Regions from separate parts of the Pan troglodytes genome. Here region 1 is linked to region 2. The links are chromatin contacts, called in public Hi-C maps. All regions are on one chromosome and are shown on one strand. Each heading gives the region's core, a stretch centred on a gene start, on an enhancer-like site or on the middle of the called end of the contact. The rest is flanking DNA. Distances are from core to core; before and after follow the strand shown. Region 1 holds the start of RHOT2 (ras homolog family member T2). Region 2 holds the start of NME4 (NME/NM23 nucleoside diphosphate kinase 4).

The links. A called contact is a pair of places that touch in the nucleus more often than the background predicts.
Region 1: a Hi-C map of stem cell-derived neural progenitor cells shows a contact between it and region 2, with 4 times the contacts expected there. The contact joins the promoter of RHOT2 here to the promoter of NME4 in region 2. A contact is called at or near these places in 2 of 7 Hi-C or Micro-C datasets (induced pluripotent stem cells and stem cell-derived neural progenitor cells).

The regions. Positions count from the first base shown.
Region 1 is chr18:3,023,005-3,029,666 of NHGRI_mPanTro3-v2.0_pri, forward strand. RHOT2 (ras homolog family member T2) reads left to right here and starts at 4,756. Exons shown (of 19, transcript XM_024349633.3): 1 at 4,756-4,956; 2 at 5,073-5,131; 3 at 5,208-5,289; 4 at 5,376-5,419; 5 at 6,277-6,330. The coding sequence starts at 4,920. It overlaps WDR90 (WD repeat domain 90), which reads left to right. Exons shown (of 40, transcript XM_063796380.1): 34 at 2,399-2,521; 35 at 2,670-2,844; 36 at 2,940-3,070; 37 at 3,175-3,318; 38 at 3,393-3,512; 39 at 3,625-3,709; 40 at 4,152-4,550. The coding sequence ends at 4,309.
Region 2 is chr18:2,745,587-2,752,581 of NHGRI_mPanTro3-v2.0_pri, forward strand. NME4 (NME/NM23 nucleoside diphosphate kinase 4) reads left to right here and starts at 1,856. Exons shown (of 5, transcript XM_063796375.1): 1 at 1,856-2,205; 2 at 4,086-4,219; 3 at 4,478-4,579; 4 at 4,711-4,823; 5 at 5,305-5,740. The coding sequence starts at 4,205. The coding sequence ends at 5,428. DECR2 (2,4-dienoyl-CoA reductase 2) reads left to right here and starts at 6,898. Exons shown (of 9, transcript XM_024349616.3): 1 at 6,898-6,995.

The sequences.
Region 1 (6,662 bases), core at 3,506-6,005, 280 kb after region 2:
TTTTGTTTTTTGTAATTGTCAAAGAAATCACATCAGTCCGGGCGTGGTGGTTCATGCCTGTGATCCCAGCACTCTGGGAGGCCGAGGCCGGTGGATCACCTGAGGTCAGGAGTTCGAGACCAGCCTGGTCAACATGGCGAAATCCCATCTCTACTGAAAATACAAAAATTAGCCGGGCCTCTTGATGTATACCTGTAATCCCAGCTACTCTGGAGGCTGAGACAAGAGACTCGCTTGAACCCAGGAGGCAGAGGTTGCAGTGAACCAAGATTGCACCACTGCACTCCAGCCTGGGCGACAGAGTGAGACTCCATCTCAAAGGAAAAAAAAAGATGAAAAACCCCACATCGTCTGTCCCTGCACCTCCCATAGACTGGCTTTGCTGACTCAGTCTCATGGGATTGTTCCCTGAGGCTCAAGAGGTCAGGAGGCCCAGGTAGCTACTGGGTCAAGTTCTGCTCTCTCTGGGTCAGGTCTGGTCAGGTTCTGGTTGGTGTTGGGTCTAGTCCTGTAAAGCCCAGCTCTGGCCTGCAGCCTCCTGGTGCTGGAGCTGCGTCTCCAAGAAGCACACAGCACTCATCTCTCTGGGACCTCCTGGTCTGGAAGCTCCATGGCCTCATGGGGTTGGGGCAGCCACCGTGTCGCCCCCTCACCCGCCAGCTGCAGCCTTAGGAGAGGTGGCCTCCTGGGTGGAATTGGGGCGGCAGGACAGGTGCCAGTCCTTCCCCTGCTGGACCAGGTTTCTGGCGTGGCGTTGGTCTAGCAGCTGTGGCCATGGGCTTCCTCCTGTGGGTGTAACAGCTCTGCGTGTGGTCAGCTGGGCCCCACGAGATTGATTGTTCCTTGATGCCGAGTCCCATCATCCAGTTGCCCCTGGCTTCTTTCTTTAGAAACCTGTCTTTAGTATTTGGAGATGACGATAGCCAGCAAAGAAAGTTGAGTTTGAGACAGGTGAGGGTTGTTTACTTTTCTGGAAGCAGGTTTGCTGAGGTGTAGTCACAGCACCAGCTCCGTGTGTTTCAGGGGGTGGTTTCGGCCTATTCAGCAGCTGTGGAGCTAGAGGAAACCCCGTGCGTGCCTGTTCCTTGATCGCTCCCCGCTTCCCGCCTCCCCAGCCCCTGGCGACCGCTGAGTGGCTTTCTGTGTCTGGGTTTTCCTGTTCAGGATATTCTGTAGGAACTGGCTCACCTGGCTTCTCACCCTGAGCATGGTTTCCAGGGTCATCCCGGCCACTGTGTGTGCCAAGCCAGTCATCCCTCTTTATGGCCAAATACTGTTGCATTGTACGGATAGATCATGTGTGTGTCCATCCACCAGAGCCGGGAAATTCGGGTCCTGAGTCCATGACCTGAGCCCGTGGTCACTGGTGGCCTTCCTGTGATGTGGAAGTGCGAGGAATTCTGGGCCCCGCCTGTGTGGTTCTGCCTGGGCGGTTCTGCCTGGGCCTGGACTTCGCCGTTTCCTTGTAGGGCCCAGGGCCCTCCTGGGGAGATGGACTGAGCTGTCCTGGTCTGAGTCCCTGCAGTCCCTCATTGCTCAGCTGAACTGAATTTTTTTTTTTTTTTTTTTTTTAATGGAGTGTCTTGTCACCCAGGCTGGAGTGCAGTGGCATGATCTTGGCTCACTGCAAGCTCTGCCTCCCGGGTTCACACCATTCTCCTGTCTCCGCCTCCGAAGTAGCTGGGACTACAGGCGCCCGCCACCACGCCCGACTAATTTTTTGTATTTTTAGTAGAGTCGGGGTTTCATCGTGTTAGCCAGGATGGTCTCGAACTCCTGACCCCGTGATCCGCCCGCCTTGGCCTCCCAAAGGGCTGGGATTACAGGCATGAGCCACCGCACCCGGCTGAACTGATTTTTTTTTAATGAAGTGCATCGTGTTCCCACTTGCACTTAAAGTTCACATTTGGTGCCAGGCTGTATCGCTTCCTCTAACTGGTGAGTGGCAGCTGTGTCTCCTTTCTGCCAGTCCAGCAGTCCCAGCCGTCAGTGGCACCTGCATAATGACACGTCTGCATTTCCCCCCAATCGGCGTGCAGCGGTTTTGGGAGGAGGAATGCGACTGCATGGCGTGCTCGCTGCAACCTCAGTCTGTAGCCTGCTAGGGACGCACGGCCACGCTCCTGTCTTGGAGGTGCTGTCAGAACAGCTTTCTCCTCGGTATCCCGCCGGGTTTGACTGGCTGGTGGGCTTGCTTTGGTTTGGACTCACCCAGATCTAGTGCAGGGACACACACGGGGGCCGGCACTGCTCCTTTCCGCCATGTGGAGTTGGCCGGGGCCAGAGGCACATGCTCTGGTTTGGACAGCCCGGCCCTGGGGGCTGGAATAGGAAATGCCTGCGTCCCTTTACCCTGCCCAGGGGCCAACACCCCCAGCCTAGCTACGGCTTCCCCCAGGTGAACGAGGTGGTCTTCAGCCCCGGGGAGTCCCACTGCGCCACATGCAGTGAGGATGGGAGTGTGCGGGTGTGGGCCTTGGCCAGCATGGAGCTTGTGATCCAGTTCCAGGTGCTGAACCAGGTGTGTGGGGAGTGCCCGGGCCGGGGGCAGGATGGGGGCCTGCTCGGTGGGGGGCCTGGCATGGGCGGGGCCGCCTCCTCCCTCTGGCCTGGGTGTGTGTCCCCAGGGCCCCTGTGAGTGCTGAAGTTTCCCCACTGTGGGTCCCCAGAGCTGCCTCTGCCTGGCATGGAGCCCCCCGTGCTGTGGCCGCCCTGAGCAGCAGCGGCTAGCGGCTGGCTACGGTGACGGCTCCCTGCGCATCTTCAGCATCTCCCGCACGGCCATGGAGCTCAAGATGCACCCCCACCCGGTGGCGCTGACCAGTGTTGCCTTCTCCACTGACGGTGAGGAGTTGGGTGTGTGGGGGATGGTGCCGTCCTGACCTGGCCCAGGTCCAGTCTCCGGGCTGGGGGCTCACAGGGTGACGGCATGGTCCCAGGTCAGACTGTCCTCTCTGGAGACAAGGATGGGCTCGTGGCTGTGAGCCACCCCCGCACAGGGACAACCTTCCGTGTGCTGAGTGACCACCAGGGCGCCCCAATCTCTACCATCTGTGTCACGTGCAAAGAGGTAAAGCAGCCCCAAGAGCTGGGGAGAGGGGGCCTGGGTGCTGGTGGGGGCAGGCACCATCTTGGCAGAAGGCACCTATCGGCCCTCACCTACTCCATTCCCAGTGTGAAGACTTAGGGGTGGAGGGCACAGACCTATGGCTGGCTGCCAGTGGGGACCAGCGGGTCAGCGTCTGGGCCTCCGACTGGCTGCGGAACCGCTGTGAGCTTGTGGACTGGTTGAGTTTCCCAATGCCTGCCACCACGGAGGTAAACCATGCTCCTGGCACTGTGGGTGGGGCCGGTACCCATCCACCCCACCGCAGCATGCTGCGCCTTTGCAGACTCAGGGCCACCTGCCACCCTCCCTCGCTGCCTTCTGCCCTTGGGATGGGGCGCTCCTGATGTACGTGGGCCCCGGTGTTTACAAGGAGGTGATCATCTACAACCTCTGCCAGAAGCAGGTACACGCAGTTGCCCGCGTGTCACTGGGAGCCCCAGGGATCCAGGGTGGTGGGTGGGGCCTGGCTGAGCCCTGAGCCCACAGGCCTGGAGCCTCACGCTGGCTGCTCACAGGTGGTGGAGAAGATACCACTGCCCTTTTTTGCCATGTCCCTGAGCCTGTCCCCCGGGACCCACCTCCTGGCTGTTGGCTTTGCTGGTGAGTGCTGGTGGATGCAGTTTGGGCCTGTCTTAGGTGGGGGCCAAGTGGGCTGACTGGTGCCCTGCTCCAAGACAGGTGCCTCACCTGTGCCCCGAGCTCCTCGTCTCTGGGGTGGGGTGAGGACATCTGCCCTAGAGAGGGTCCTGGGGTCAGGAGATGATGAGGCAGGTGAGGAACCAGGCACAGCGCCCAGCACAGGGCCTGAATGCACGCGTGGCAGCGACTTTTAAGGAGGGAACTGGCCCAGCTGCAGGCCGACAGCCTGGCAGTGATGGACCCCCTAGTCCCAGTGGCACATGGAGGGCACAGCCAGGAGCCCTTTTAGCACCAGCTCCCCCGACCAGCATCATGCCCAGTGGGGACAGTCTGGGTGGGTTGGGGGAGCCCTCTGAGTGCTGCCTGGCCCTGGCCCTGGCCCACCTGCACTGTCTACCCACAGAGTGCATGCTGAGGCTGGTAGACTGTGCCATGGGGACTGCCCAAGACTTTGCCGGCCACGACAATGCAGTGCACCTGTGCAGGTTTACACCGTCCGCCAGGCTGCTCTTCACGGCCGCCCGCAACGAGATCCTTGTGTGGGAGGTCCCCGGCCGCTGAGATGCAGCAGGGACTGTGGTGGTGGGCATCACGCCTGGTCATGCCAGGCACCTGGACAGAGGCTTGGCAGAGGCGCCAGGTTGTCAATGGCCTCATGCTGGGACAGGCCAGGATTCATGTAAATCGCCTGGAGCAAGCTGTTGTAAATTTGGCGACCTGTAAATACTTTCATACCTGTTGCCCTTTTGCCTAAGAAATCTTTAATGTTTCTATCTTGTAATAAACATGGGCATTTATTGCATTATTGCTGCATTGTTGCACTGGCTGTCTCTGGTCACTCCTGGCCTGAGCTCAGCCTCTGCCCGTCTCTTAATCGGCTGTTTGTCAAGGCCCCTGTCGTGCCGTGAAGCAATGGCCGGTCGGCCTGCCAGGGCGCCAGGAGCCTGCGCTGCCCGCCGTGGCCGGCGCGTCCACACGGTGGCGCGCCGCACAGCCTGTCCGCTCTGGCCCGCCCGGCTCGCTGGTGCGACTGTGCGGGCGGGGCCGGAAGTGTGGGGACAGCGCGGGGCCGAGAACCGGAAGTGCGGGGCGGGCGCGGGGGCAGAGCGAAAGGCTTGAGGACCAGGTCGGGGCCGGGTTCCGAGTCGGGGAGCGGCTCCGGGCGGCAGCTATGAGGCGGGACGTGCGCATCCTGTTACTGGGCGAGGGTAGGCGCCGGCCCGGGGGTCTCGGAGCTGCGGCGGCCGTGACGCGGGGTGAGGGTCTCGGGGGTCGGGGGGCGCCGTGACCTTGGCCCTCGCGCTGACCGCCTCGCCCCGCGCAGCCCAGGTGGGGAAGACGTCGCTGATCCTGTCCCTGGTGGGCGAGGAGTTCCCCGAGGAGGTAAGGGGCACGCCCGCCGCGGGGGTGGGAGCGGGCCCAGCCGGGGGTCCCTGGTGAGCGCGCGGGTCCCTTGCAGGTCCCTCCCCGCGCGGAGGAGATCACGATCCCCGCGGACGTCACCCCGGAGAAGGTGCCCACCCACATCGTGGACTACTCAGGTAGCGGCCGTAGCCTCCCGGGGGCCCGGCCCGCAGCGGTCCGGCGGGCCTGCTGGGTCCGCAGTGGAGTCTCTTTGTCCCCCTAGAAGCCGAGCAGACGGACGAGGAGCTGCGGGAGGAGATCCACAAGGTACCCGTGGTGCGCGGGACGAGGGAGGGGCTGGGCGCGGGCTCGGCCTAATCCGCTTCGCAGGCTGGGGGATTGGACCGAGGTGCTCAGGGTGTCCTTGGCCCTGATAATTCTGTGACCTCCGCACTGAGGGTTGTTGGGGCCCCTACAGCGCACGCACCCCGCTGGGAGCCGGCACCGCTCAGTCCATTAGTGCTCCAGGGATAACAGGACCCTTCCCCGCAGGCTCTCCCTCCCTCCTGCCGGGGTGGCAGCAGCGTTTACTCTTCCTGTGGGCTCTGTGTGCGCCACGTCCCCGTGCTGTGTGCTCCAGCCCACCGTCCCGGCCTCCGGGCACCCGGAGCTCCCAGTACCAGAGCACGTGTGCCGGGGACATCTCCAGGCAAGGGCACAGGCCACAGCCACCCAGGGCAGCCCCTGCTGTTGGCACCCCTTACTGCGGTCCTGTCACTCTGTCTGTAGCCAGGGGGGAGGCAGGGGCCAAGGCGGCGGCAGTCTTACAGGGTGTTGGGTTGCAGGTGTGGCTGTGTCTGTCCCGAGCTCTCTGCTCTAAGGGTTTTGCCGACCACAGTTACGCTTCTGGGGCCTGGTGTCCCTGCACTGGCAGTGGGCGGGGAAGAGGCTTCTCTGAGGGTTCAGCAGCAGCTCCCAGTGTGACACTGGGGAGTGCCTGCTCTGCCAACACCAGGCTGGAGGCAGGTTTTAGGGAAGGCTGGGCTTTCCCGGCCTCAGAGCTGCACCCATGCTACCTGTGAGCTTCTGGGGCCTCCTGGAGCCTCGAGATGGCGTGGAACGGCCAGGGTCGTCGGTGGTGAGCCAGCAGCCCTGTCACCCACACCTCATCACTGTTCCCTTAGGCAAACGTGGTGTGTGTGGTGTATGACGTCTCTGAGGAGGCCACCATTGAGAAGGTGAGCCCTCAGTGCAGACCCCAACAGCAGAGACACAGTGGCCGGTGGTGGCCCAGGTGGACCCTCACCCAACCCGTGGCCAGTGCCATCGCTCACAGCATTTTGGGGAGCCTGACGTGGAGTCGCCTGACGTGGAGTCACCCAGCCCTCTCCTGTGATCCCACTTCCCCTGAGAGGGTCTGGGACGTCCCGCAGTCTGAGCCATTTAGGCCGGCAGCCCTCTTTCTTCCCCAGTTTCCAAACCCCCGGGGGGGACCCGCAGAGGGCCTGCGTTGGGGGCGGCCCTAGGCTTGGGCCCCAGTGACTTGGGGGTGTTTGGGAGCCATTGGGGT
Region 2 (6,995 bases), core at 606-3,105:
GAGACTATCCTGGCTAACATGGTGAAACCCCGTCTCTACTAAAAATACAAAAAAAAAAAAAAAAAAAATAGCCAGGCGTGGTGGCAGGCGCCTATAGTCCCAGCTGGAGGCTGAGGCAGGAGGATGGCGTGAACCCGGGAGGCGGAGCTTGCAGTGAGCCGAGATCGCGCCACTACACTCCAACCTGGGTGACAGAGTGAGACTTCGTCTCAAAAAAAAAACAAAGTACGCTATAGTAATATCTGCTTTTTCCTTTTTGCAATAGCTTTATTGGGATACAATTGACATACTATACACTTCACTCATATATTTTTTGTTTATTTACTATTTTTTTTTTCAAGAGACAGGGTCTTGCTATACTGCCCTGGCTAGTCTCAAACTCCTGGGCTTATGTGATCCTCCTGCCTCAGCTTCCCAAATTGTTGGGATAATAGGCCTGAGCAAGAGTCCAGCCTCTAAAAAGAAAGAAAGTCACTTCTTTATACCATAGTACTGCAAATTCTAGTCAGAGCAACTAGACAAGAAAATAAAATAAAAGGCATTCAGATTGGAAAGAAAGAACTGAAACCGTCTCTATTCCCATATGACATGATGTTTTTTCTTTTCTTATTTTTTTTTTTTTTTTTGAGACAGAGTCTTGCTCTGTTGCCCAGGCTGGAGTGCAGTGGCATGATCTCGGCTCATTGTGAGTTCCACCTCCTGGGTTCAAGCCATTCTTCTGCCTCAGCCTCCTGAGTAGCTGGGATTACAGGCATGCACCACCATGTCCAGCTAATTTTTGTATTTTTAGTAGAGACGGGGTTTCACCACGTTGACCAGGCTGGTCTTGAACTCCTGACCTCGTGATCCGCTCGCCTCGGCCTCCCAAAGTGCTGGGATTACAGACATGAGCCAGTGTGCCCCGCTCCATATGACACAATCTTATACAAAGAAATTCCCAAGGAATTAATTAAAAACTATTAGAACTAATAAATGCATTTGGAAGGCTTGCAGGATACAAGATTAATACACAAAGCTCAATTGTTGGCCAGGTATGGTGGCTCACGCCTGTAATCCCAGCCCTTTGGGAGGCCAAGGCGGGTGGATCACCTGAGGCCACGAGTTTGAGACCAGCCTGGCCAACATGGCGAAACCCCGTCTCTACTAAAAATAAAAAAAAACACCAGCCAGGTGTGGTGGCAAGCTCCTGTAATTCCATCTACTCGGGAGCCTGAGGCAGGAGAACTGCTTGAACCTGGGAGGCGGAGGCTGCAGTGAGCAGAGATATGCCATTATTGCACTCCAGCCTGGGCAACAAGAGCGACACTCTGTCTAAAAACAAACAAACCTCAATTATATGTTATACACTTGCAATGGACAATTTAAATAAGAAAACAATTCCATTCACAATAGCAGCAAAAAGAACAGGCATTTTCAAGACTCATTAAGTAAGTTCTAGCAGTGGGAGACCTAACCATTTCAAATAGTAGCATGCTGTGCTATCTACCCCAATATTACCGTACCTGTGAATTCTGTTGGTGACAAAGTCACAGGCCCTGCAACTATGAATGTGGCTTGTTCCTTATATCCGCAATTGAATGAATTAGACGAATGCAGTCACATCAGAGGCCATTTGAGAATAAAGGTCGGATTTTTCCCCATTCAAATTCACAGACCAGGCTCACATCTGTAATCCCAGCACCTTGGGAAGCCAAGGCAGGAGGATTTCTTGATCCCAGGAGTTTGAGACCAGCATGGGCAACATAGGGAGGCCCCATCTCTACAAAAAATTAAAATATTAGCTGGTTGTGGTGGCGCGGGTCTGTAGTCCCGCCTACTCGTCCTGGCCGCAGAGTCAGCGTCTCCGGAGCGCCTCCTTCTCCCGCCCTGGGGCTCACGTGGGAATTTCACCCTCCATTGGAGGGGGCTCAGACCAGGGCTTGTAGACCTCCTTTTGGTCCGTGAATTTATTTTTGAGACAGAGTCTTGCTCTATTGCTCAGGCTGGAGTGCAGCGGTGCAGTCACAGCTCACTGCAGCCTCAATCTCCTGGGCTCACGCGATCCTCCTGCCTCAGCCTCCCGAGTGGGCCTTCCTCCGTGGGAAAGCGTTAAAACGATAGTTAACGGTTGCGTCGGTGTAAAGACGAATGCAATTCGAGAAGGATTCATTATTATTTTGTTTTTTCTTCTGATTTTAACAGAAATTGGCGTTGAACATTTCCCCCGTGAGCGCCGGGCCACGGGGGTCCGGGGCGGCGGGGGGCTGCGGGCAGCGTCGGCGCGGGGGCTCCCGGGCGGGCGGGGGCGGGTCTCGGGCTGGCACCGCCCTCCGCGCCCGCTCCTCGCGCTCACAGCGGCCCGCGGGCCGGGCGTCATGGGCGGCCTCTTCTGGCGCTCCGCGCTGCGGGGGCTGCGCTGCGGCCCGCGGGCCCCGGGCCCGAGCCTGCTAGTGCGCCACAGCTCGGGTGAGTGGGGCCGCGCGCCCCGGCGGGGACGCGGGGGGAGGAAGGGGCGCGCGCCGCTCGGCCTTTGTCCGCGCACGTGCGGGCTGGGGTCCGACTCCCCCAGAGGCCTCGGGGCGCGGGCTGCGGGGTCCGTCCGAGTTGGGGAAGGCGCCGGCTTGCACCGGCACGCCCCTCCAGTGCCCGTCCGGCTCTGCGGCTCCTTCTCGCCTCCCCAGGCCCCAGGCTGCAGGCGCCCGGCGAGTTGGCAGCCTGGGCGGGTCCGGGGCGACCGAGGGCCCGGGAGCGCAAGGAAGGCAGAGGCCGGCTGCAGCACTGGGCGGTGAGGGGTCTCCCGGCCGGGGTGGGGGTGGGGGTGTGGGGGGGTGAGGGAGTCGGGGGGTGGGGGGGTGGTGGGGAGCCGCTCCGCTGGGGCGTTCGCTGAAGGCCAAGTTAGGCCAGAATCTGACTGGGACGTCAGGCCCCAAGTCCCCGGCCCCGCCGCTGCCCGGCCCCCCCAGCTGCCACCTCACAGGACGATCCATGTCCCAGGGCTCCCTCCATCGGCTCTGAAAAGTGAGCCGCCGCCTGCAATGCCCGCACCAGCCGCAGCAGAGCCCCAGGCTACACAAGGCGCCCTGCAAACTGGGTTTTGGGGGAACAAACCAACCAGGGGGGTCTTCCTCCCGTGGGCTTCAGCCGCCTGCTGGGGTTAACTTTTCCTCCTGGCCTGGCGGAGCCCCTTTGGCTCTGTCCAGATTCTGTGGGACATACAGGGTCTGGGCTCCTCTGGAAACCAGGGACCCGATGCCGGAGGGTAGCTCGGCTCTGGAGCAGCCTGGGACTGTAGGAAGGTGCGGACGTCTTCTGTTTCCCTGGCAGCGTCCCCTCCAGAGGAGGACGGCTGGGGCGGAGCTCAGCGCTGACCCTGGGTCTGGAAGCGACAGGCCTTGAAACTCCACAGCAGCACAGGCCCCGTCTCCTGGCTCGGACAGAACCCTGCTACCTTCCCTCTTCAATCTTCAGGCCCCTTTTGTCCGTGTTTCCAGGGCTCACCTGGTGGGGAAAGCGTGTTTCTCCCTGGTTCCCTGCCACTCATTCACCTCAGACACAGGGTGGGCTCTGGGTTCTTCCTCATGTGGAAAGTCGGGGCTTCAGACCATGTCTGTCGTCATCCAGAAGGGCTGGAGTCAAAAGTGAGGCTGGAGTTTTGCAGGATCTCCAGACTTCCCTGTGGCCACTGAGCTGGGCTGTGCCTCTGTGGACCTCAGGGTGGTCGCTGAGCTGGGCTGTCCCTCCCTGGACCTTGAGGTGGTCCCTGAGCTGGGCTCTGCCTCTATGGACCTTGCGGTGGTGGTCCCTGAGCTGGGCAGTGCCTCCCTGAACCTCGGGGCGATCTCAGGCAGCCTCTGCCTCTGCTGGGAGGAGCCATGGCCCCTGGGAGAGGCTAGAAGCCCTGGGGACACATTGCCTTGGGTGTCCCTGACAGGGACTATCATGGGGGTGTTTCTGGCTGTGGGCACCATCCCTGTCCCTTCCACAGTGCCCTGCATAGAGGCAGACACCCTGAAGCCTGGTGACCCCTGGGCTCTGGCTGGGAAACCCGGGTCGTGGGGACGTGAAAGCATGAGGTGGCAGTGCCTCTGACCTCTTGCCTTTTGAAGGAGGGCCCTCCTGGACCCGGGAGCGGACCCTGGTGGCGGTGAAGCCCGATGGCGTGCAACGGCGGCTCGTTGGGGACGTGATCCAGCGCTTTGAGAGGCGGGGCTTCACGCTGGTGGGGATGAAGATGCTGCAGGTAGTGGGGCTCTGGGCTTGTGGGTGTCCCTGTGGGGACGGGGTTGGGGGATCCTTCTCGGCCTTTCACATCCCAGCCAGCGCTGGGGCAGGGCCTGGCTTTGGCAGTTGAAGGGGCAGGAGGGATCTATTCTGCGGTGGGGGTGCTGCCCATGTTGCTGTTATCTGCAAGGTGCCTGAGGTCAGGGCATCACAGCTGCTGTGTTAGTGCCCACGTTTACTCTCTGCGGCTCCTCCTCCTTCCCTCAATGCCACCCAGGCACCAGAGAGCGTCCTTGCCGAGCACTACCAGGACCTGCGGAGGAAGCCCTTCTACCCTGCCCTCATCCGCTACATGAGCTCTGGGCCTGTGGTGGCCATGGTACGGCAGGGCAGGGGTGGTGGAAGGGCCTGTGGGTGTGTCTTTCCCCCCAGCAAAGGGAGGGGCCCTGGATTGAGCCCAGGGGCCCTTGGTGTTCTCCACTTCTCCCCAACCATTATCTCTCGCTGCAGGTCTGGGAAGGGTACAATGTCGTCCGTGCCTCAAGGGCCATGATTGGACACACCGACTCGGCTGAGGCTGCCCCAGGAACCATAAGGGGTGACTTCAGCGTCCACATCAGCAGGTACGGGGGTCCTGATACACCAGGCTGCTGCTGGGGGCAAGGAGGGCCATCACTTGGGGTGGTGGCAGATCCACGAGACCTGGCTGTCTTGCTGTGCTAGGATGAAGCCAGGTGGGACATGACAGCTCACACTGGTGAGAGCCGTGTTCTCCCAGGGCACACAGGGCAATGAGGTGTTCCCTTTGTGTTGTGTGTACCGTGCCATCGTTGCCTGTTACCTGACACCCCAAGAGGTTGGCACGGGGCAACTTGGGGGGAAATGAGGCTCCCAAAAGCTGGGGCCTGGGCGGGTCCACGAGGCTGTAGGAGGCCGAGGCCAGGCTGGAACCCGGTTTCCCAGCTCCACTGTTACTCCTTCCCTGTCTGCAGTCACAGGCTTGCTCCCCTAGACAGAGGGCAACAGGGGAGCAGCAGATGGTCCCTGGGATTCCTCAGGGTGCACATGAAGCCTGAGCCTCACGTTGCTCCTGTCCTGGCACAGGAATGTCATCCACGCCAGCGACTCCGTGGAGGGGGCCCAGCGGGAGATCCAGCTGTGGTTCCAGAGCAGTGAGCTGGTGAGCTGGGCAGACGGGGCCCAGCACAGCAGCATCCACCCAGCCTGAGGCTCAAGCTGCCCTTACCACCCCATCCCCCACGCAGGACCAACTACCTCCGTCAGCAAGAACCCAAGCCCACATCCAAACCTGCCTGTCCCAAACCACTTACTTCCCTGTTCACCTCTGCCCCACCCCAGCCCAGAGGAGTTTGAGCCACCAACTTCAGTGCCTTTCTGTACCCCAAGCCAGCACAAGATTGGACCAATCCTTTTTGCACCAAAGTGCCGGACAACCTTTGTGGTGGGGGTGGGGGGGTGTCTTCACGTTATCGTAACCTCTCCTCTAAAGGGGAGGCATTAAAATTCACTGTGCCCAGCGCATGGGTGGTACACTAATTATGACTTCCGCCAGCTCTGAGGTAGAAATGACGCTTTTATGCAAGTTGTAAGGAGTTGAACAGTAAAGATGAAGTTTTGCACACCTAGTTCCATAACGTTGTTGGATGTATGAGCCAGGCAGGGGTCCAGAGACCACGCCTGCAATCCGGAGAACCCAAGCTAGGCGCGAGCCGGTGCTGTGATCCCGCCAAAGAAGCTGCCTTCCCCGGGAAGGGGCAGAAAGGGGCCGGCGGGCTGAGGCCAACCAGCGCAGAAAGGGCCTGGCAGCCATTACTGTAGCGCTGGCGGCTCTGTCACGCCCCTGAAGCCGCTGGCCCGCAGTTGTGTCCAGCTCAGGAGCGGCTCTGCGTGTTTTTCCCCCGGGGCCGTCGCGGACCCCCGTCTTCCAACAGTGGTGCGGGCGGGGCGCCCCGTCCTGGGTTCGCGGCATGGCCCCGCCCGGGCCCCCACGCGGAACAGAAGTAACGGACCCTTTTTTTTTTTTTTTTTTTTTTTGAGACGGAGTGTCGCTCTGTCGCCCAGGATAGAGTGCAGTGGCGAGATCTCGGCTCACTGCAACCTCCGCCTCCCAGGTTCAAGCGATTCTCCTGCCTCAGCCTCCCGAGTAGATGGGACTACAGGCACCCGCCACAACGCCCGGCTAATTTTTGCATTTTTAGTAAAGAGGGGGTTTCGCCATGTTGTCCAGGATGGTCTCGAACTCCTGACCTCGTGATCCGCCCGCCTCGGCCTCCCAAAGTGTTGAGATTACAGGCGTGAGCCACCGCGCCCGGCCCCGGACCCTTCTTTATTGGCCTCAAAACGGGTCATTTTGGGAAGCGGCGGGGGGCTGGCCGCGCTTTCCTGGGCCCCGGCCCTCCCCATGGTGTTTACGGGGAGGCGAACGGGGAGCCCAGAGGCTGCGAGCCTGGCCTGGACCCAGGAGCCAGGGGTATCCCACAAGTCCTGGAGGCTCTGAACGCGGCGCTGACGCCGAATACCTGTGAAAAAGACTCGGGGAGAAGACCCGCAGACCGCCCAGCTTCTGCCGCGGGAACCGCGCCCCCGGCCCCGCACTGCGCCTGCGTCTCGCGCGCCGCGGGCGGGGGCGGGGCCTCCGGGGAGAATTCGGGGGGAGGGGCGGGGCCTCCGGGAAGCAATCAGGGGAGGGGCGGGGCGTCCGGGGAGTGGGGCGGGGCTCCCGGTTCCAGGCGAGTTTGCAGCTGCGCGCCGGGTCCTGGAGGCGGAGGCCGCTC